Regions from separate parts of the Sus scrofa genome. Here region 2 is linked to region 1. Evidence: chromatin contacts called from public promoter capture Hi-C data. All regions are on one chromosome and are shown on one strand. The core of a region is the stretch at or near the end of the contact, and the rest is flanking DNA. Distances in the headings are between cores, read along the strand shown.

The links. Promoter capture Hi-C pulls out the DNA fragments that hold promoters and counts their contacts.
Region 2: a promoter capture Hi-C map of fetal liver shows a contact between it and region 1, with 2.5 times the contacts expected there. The contact joins the promoter of SMC3 here to the enhancer-like site in region 1. A contact is called at or near these places in 2 of 5 promoter capture datasets (fetal liver and liver), 23 of 47 Hi-C or Micro-C datasets (alveolar macrophages, blood, embryonic fibroblasts and 15 more) and 1 of 2 datasets of contacts at active chromatin or transcription factors (alveolar macrophages).

Annotation. Positions count from the first base shown.
Region 1 is chr14:120,587,280-120,590,599 of Sscrofa11.1, forward strand. No RefSeq gene overlaps it. Among named protein-coding and RNA genes, the nearest start is that of MXI1, 55 kb to the right of the region's middle. Within about 2 kb of position 1,847, at least 9 of the 83 cell types and tissues checked have an H3K27ac peak or open chromatin away from gene starts, as enhancers often do. A contact at or near this core is called in alveolar macrophages and fetal liver, where this site is marked.
Region 2 is chr14:120,967,828-120,970,993 of Sscrofa11.1, forward strand. SMC3 (structural maintenance of chromosomes protein 3) reads left to right here and starts at 1,802. Exons shown (of 29, transcript XM_005671452.3): 1 at 1,802-1,963. The coding sequence starts at 1,949.

The DNA.
Region 1 (3,320 bases), core at 597-3,096:
TACTTGCTAAAGTCCACCTTAAAACAATAGCATTGATTTTTATTAGTCCAATTTGGACATTCACTGAAGAATATTAAATTTCTAAGAAGTCATTCTAAAACTTTTAAACATGCTTTTGAAATAACAACATGTAGTACAAAATCTTATAGACAAGATTTTTCTTCATTGTTTTTAAACTTATATTAGACTGTCCCTCGGAAGGCCAGTAAGCGTGTGAACCCTTGGGAAAGACCCAATTTGGAGTGTTAATTATTGGCCTTTTTAGGCCAAAGAATGTCCTATCAGGGTGATATTTAGACTTGAGATTTTTCAAGGAAAACTTGGATTTCCCAAAGCAGTAATATCCTAGCAGGTGGGGGTGGAAATGAGAAAGTGGTATGGTGATAAACTGCAGGAGTTAAGAGGTAGACTGGTCTGTGGATTTCCCACTGGTCCTCTTGACTTAAATGGTATTTTCAGGGGGAGGGGGAAGCTGGTAGTGACAGCCCCAGCCTGGACCTGAAGCTGCAGTGCTGCTAGATGCTTTTCAATGATTTGCTGGACTAGCGTATGTTCTTACTTAATGTAAGGGCACTTTCTTAAGTGGGATCTAAACTAATTGTTTTTTCCAAAAACAATAGCTTCTGCAGATTCTTATTGAGCAGGAGCTATGGAGGAAGTCGTTGCTGCACTCTATAACCCACCTCTTTCCTGTTGAGTAATGCTCTAGAGGCTGGATTTCAGTGGTGACTGGCTTGGTAGACTTTGACTTCAGAGTAGATGATCTCCTCGGTTTTACGAGAGAAAGTGTAGGTAGAGTCAACTTGCTGGCAGGCATAGACGTTCTCTTCCAAAGGTGTTTACTGGACTAACAAGTTAAGGTTAAACATTACTTCCTATCTGATTTCTATTTTAGAAACATTGGCTTCAATTGTTTCAACTGAAGTAAAGGTCATTTGAGGCTATTAAGACAACCAAAAATATATTCCAAATATTATCTACCCAGCCACGGTGCTGGGAGGGGGAGAGGGAGGGTGAGGCTTCCACTGCATCTGGGTGTTTGGGCGTGTTAAGCCCTTTAAAACGTGTTGTGTGGCAATTGAGATGCTTCCTTTTAGAAATGTCTTTTAAGCAGGAGTTCCCATTGTGGCGCAGTGGAAACAATCCAGCTAGCATCCGTGAGGATTCAGGTTCAATCCCTGGCCTTGCTCAGTGGGTCAGGGATCTGGCATTGCCCTGAGCTATGGTGTAGGCCATAGAGCGGCTTGGATCTCACATTGCTAAGGCTATAACATAAGCCAGCAGCTGTAGCTCCAGTTCGACCCCTAGCCTGGGAACTTCCATATGCCTCGGGTGGGGCCCTAAAAAGCAAAGAAAAAAGAAAGAAAGATCTTTTAAGCAATATTTTTATTTTAGGACCGTATATGCGAAATGATCTTATATAGGTATGTATGGTCTATACCTCCATTTTACCTTTAGGTTAATCTTGAGCAAGAGTACATGAACATACACTTGCTAAAGTCAAGCTGAGCATGGCTCAATTAACTGCAGAAGAACAGGGCAGACTGGGTGGGGCAAGCTCTGGAATTCTACTCACTCACTGAGCAAAGTCAGGCATTGGGGCAATAGCTTGAGCTGAAGCAGCTCATAGGAAGCCCAGCCCAGCCCACCAGGTAAAGCATAGAGGATGTGGCAATCGACCCAAAGCACAGTGTGGTACTGTGATCTGCATCGGGGAAAGTGTAAGTGCCCATCAGGAATCTGGGGCAGGATAGCAGGACTGCAAGAGTCTTGTATGTAGCACATGGACCAGCCCCAGCGCCAGGGTAAGCTTCAAGAGCAGCGCTTCCTCCACTTCCTGTGGGGCAATGGCAAGATCAGGGCAGGGCCTCAGGCTTTCAGGGCCTGAGTCTAGTTCTTCAGCACAGGAACTCAGACGTCAGGAGAATGACACGTGGATCCTGTTGTCAGAGGACCGCTCAGGATCCCAGGAACAAAAGCGCTGCATGGAGCCAAGACACAAGGTCACGACTGGCCCAGAGACAGGCATGGCTTGATGCTGAGTGAGTCTCAGAACCTGGAACTGAAGCCACCTTAGGTCCTCCTGTCTCATCAGGACTAGTCCTAGAGTCTACAGCCAGGTGAGGGGGTCAAGTCCCCCAGCTGATGGAGAAGGGGCCTGGCCTGACTCTCACAATGGAAGCAGCCCCATGTGACAACAGACTCAGAAGGTAGCCAGAATGGGTAATTAGAATTCCACACCAGAACCTACCTGGGAGGACAAGGGACAGCCACCAAAGCACTAGCTGCAAAAATGCCCATATGTTCCTTGGGAACTAATTTTCTCAAACTGAAAGTACAGTTTTCCCATTTAAAAATTAGCTATAGTGACAAGTCTGGCCTCCCCTACTAGGAGTCACTATAAGAAGCTCCTCAAGAGTACCAGTTGGAGGGAGTTCACTTCATGGCTCAGTGGTTAAGGAACCCAACTAGCATCCATGAGGACATGGGTTAGATCCCTGGTCTCCCTCAGTGGGTTAAGGATCTGGTGTTACTGGGAGCTGTGGTATAGGTCACAGACGTGGCTCTGACCTGGCATTGCTGTGGCTGTGGTGTAGTCTGGCAGCTGCAGCTCCAATTACACCCCTAGCCTGGGAACCTCCATCTGCCGCAAGTCCTAAAAAAAAAAAAAGAGTACCAATTGGATAGAAGGGAATCACAGAGTGGCCTGTGTTCCCCCTTCTTCCTACCAGAGTAAAAGAGGCTATGATTTATTTATTTTTTTTTTTTTCTTTTTAGGGCCGCACCTGTAGCGTGTGGAAGTTCCCAAGCGAGGGGTCACATTAGAGCTGCAGCTGCCAGCCTATGCCACAGCCACAGCAACGCCAGATCCGACCCACGTCTTCGACCTACACCACAGCTCACAGTAATGCCCAATCCTTAACCCACTGAGCAAGGACAGGGAATCAAACCCACATTCTCATGGATACTAGTCAGATTCATCTCTGCAGAGCCACCACGGGAACTCCAAGGCTATGATTTTAAACTAGCAGAACAGCTTTGATTCTACATGGTACTTCCTCTAGACCTGGTTGTGGTAATGGCCTTTTGCCCGTGAGTCAGAAGACCTCTCATTCATCTTTCGACACTTGCTGGCAGAATGAGTTCTCTGTCCACTCCTCCAGCCTCAGGCCCTTACCTGTCAGAGCTCAGATCTGTCATCATCAGCTCTTTGATGATGATTCTGTCCTCTACTCCAGTCTTGTCTGTAGAACCCAGTTCCTACTCCCTGGCAAACAGAACCCCTTTACACCCATCTCCCTCAACTTGCATACCCGGCA
Region 2 (3,166 bases), core at 552-3,051, 380 kb after region 1:
GTTCTGAGATTAAAAAACAAAAAAAAAACAACAAAAAAAAAACCCAAAAAACTACAGTACTCATTTGTTTGACTATGAGCAAGTAGGCATTGTGTAGTTTTCTGGTTTATGGTGTCAGTTTCATTTGGGAATGTCCCTTTGCCCCCAGATAGTGCATCACTTGGAGGAACTATTTCTCCCTGTGAAAGGACATCCACCTATTCTGTTAAATGCTTCCCACAAGAGAAGGATGCTGCCATGGTGATAGGAAGTGGGTGGGATGGGTTCCTGAAGACCCTAAATATCCCTGGGCATAAAGGAGCCAAGGCACTGAGATAAATACTTTGCTTTCCTGAACTTGATTGTACCCCCATGCCACAAAAGGAACTCAAGCAGCTGCAGTGACAATACCTGATCCTTAACCTGCTGTGCTGTAAGAGAACTCCTGAAACTTTTCATTAAATAATTACTGAGTACTTTCTAGGAATGAGTTACTAAAGAAACAGCAGAAACGAGATAAACCCTTTCTCTCTTGGATTTATATTGTAGTAGAGACAGAATAAATAATACAAGAATGTTAATTCTCAAATCACCTTTTATATTTTATTTTTATATATTAGTTTTCCACTAATCTTTATTTTTTTCTGCCTGTATAAGTTATATAAACCAATTGGATAAGATTCATTTAGTATGTCTAAATAAGTAAAACTCTCATCACTGTAAAGAACATCATAAATGTTTGGTCACCATGCTTTCATCTATATACCTCTATAATTTAGGTAAATAGAATAGCCTTATGCATTGTTTCTGCAATTCTAAACATGAAAATGGTTTTATCCTCATTTTATAGGTTAGTAAAGAAGACTTAAAACTTCAATATCAATGTGTCTATGATCCCAGAGTTAGAAATCAACAGTATAGAGATGCTAATCCAGTAAATAGGGCTGGAACTGCCCAAGGGCAGTGGGAGGGGTGGTGAGGAGGGACCAACTTGGTTGGCAAGTAACTTCACAGTGGCCCAATTTCTAATCAAATGGTTTTTTCCCTAGGATTGATATACATCAGCTACACCAACGGTTGCCACTGGCGCCTCTTAGCTTTCAGACTGTTAAAAAAAAAAAGCGGGGTTGGGGGGAACTTTTAATCTTATCTAAATCTTGTTGCTGCAGTTGTCCAATCTGCCTAGATTTATAGCAAATAAAGCAGTAACAGCTCCGGAGGTATTAACCATGACATTATTACAACTAATTTTCCAGCGCCAAGTTTACATGGGGCTGTCCTGCGAGTGGACAGTCTAGAGCCATTGAGAGCCGTTCTAAATTTATAAAAGTCCCCGAGTAAGAGAGAATAATGGAACAGCCGGAATTCAGCTCGCCGAACACCGTCCCGCCCCCGATCCTGCATTCAGCAGGTTTGGGGGAATGGCACGACCCGCGCGCGGCGTTGGTTGGGGGGGGACGGGAGTGGTGTCGTCCCATTTTTATACAGTCGGAGACCACGTGACCTCCGCCCCGCACCGCTACTGGCCCTCCGCCTCTAGCTCTCGGCTTTGGCGCCGAACCTTTCCCCCCTTCTGGCCGCAACCATTATCTCTGAGCTCGGAGGAAATACGGGCCAACCACACGATCGAGGCTTTTCTGAATGAAACTTCCGACAATTTCTCCAGAAAAGTTCAGCTAAAAATTGAGGGATCAAGTGAAATACACCTGAAGACATCGTAGAAGGTTCCTTTTGCCAAAAAGAAAGAACGGACCTAACCCTGATTCCCCCTACGCTCCGTGGGGGTCGCGAGGGTGGTTCCGTCCGAGGCGCGGACTCCGCCTCCGCGGGCGCCGCCATTTTGTTTGGCTGGAGGGGAGCGAGCGGCGCTCTGGGGGGAGGGGTCTCCTAGGCTCCTCACCAGACCCCGCGCCCTCGCTGTTGCTTTTTGCGGCGGAGGCCGTCTCCCCGGCTAGGAGCGCCCGGAACCATGTACATAAAGCAGGTGAGGTCTATGTGTCCCTCCTTTCCCCTGCCACGGGCTCGTGAGGACCGCTCTTTGAGGCGAGGATGTCGCGGCCTTTCACATCTCCCCGCAGGGTGGACGCGGGGCTGGACAGGGAGTGTGGGGGAGGGGAGAGGGCCGACCCACTAGCGCAGGGCCGCGGAGAAGTGGGGCTCCTCCCTGCAGCCCCGGCGGCCCTGCAGGGCGCTCGCCTGAGGGGGGCGGGCTCGGGGAGAGGGGTGGAGGGGCTGGCGGGGCTGTCTTGTTGGAGGCACTAGGTCTTCCCGGGTGGGCCGGGGCGGGAGAGGCCCGGGACGGGAAGAGGCTTCGTCCTGCTGCCCTGGGCAGCTCCGCGAGGGCGTTTAGTGTGTGGTGGTGGTGGTGGTGGTGGGGTCTCCCCAGTCCGGGGGCGCCTCTGGGGGTGTCAGCCTAACTGGGGGTTTGCTCCTCCCCGACTTAGCCAAGGAGTGAGAAGGCTCCTCCTTCCTGCACGGTGCGTAGTGCCTCCTCATTCCGTTGTTTACTTCTGTCAAAATGGTCTTCCCGCGCTGGAGTCCACCGCAAAGATGGACCCATTCACGCTCTGCGAGAAGTTTCTCTTGTCGGATGTGTTGGCCTCAGAGCAGCGGTTCCACGAAAGGGATGCTCATTCTGGCTGGGCCGGAGTGTGGCTGGCAGGGACGCCCAGAAAAGCTGGGGCCGGTCTGCAAGTTTGATGTGCTTTTACTACAGCCTTGTAATGCTTAGTGTTCCTACGGACCTTGGGCTTGATTTTGAGAATTTCCTAACAGGTTATTAATTATCGCTCCTAAAAAAGCAACATTGGCAGTGGTTACTGATTTTTTTTTTAAATCACCGTTTTTCCAAAATGAGTTTTTCTTCTCTGAAATGGAAACTTTATTATCTTGCATTAAATGAGAAACCAGGACGGAAAGGTGTGCAAAAAGGTGTTAGTTTAGAGATTATTCCTGGAGTTCCCGTGGTGACTCAGTGGTTAACTAATCCGACTAGGAACCATGAGGTTGCGGTTCGATCCCTGGCCTTGCTTAGTGGCTTAAGAATCTGGCGTCGCCGTGAGCTGTGAGCTGTGGTGTAGGTTGCAGACGCGGCACGGATCCTGCGTTGCTGTGGCTCTGGCTTGGGCCGGCAGCTACAGCTCCGATTCAACCCCTACCTAGCCTGGGAACCTCCATATGCCACGGG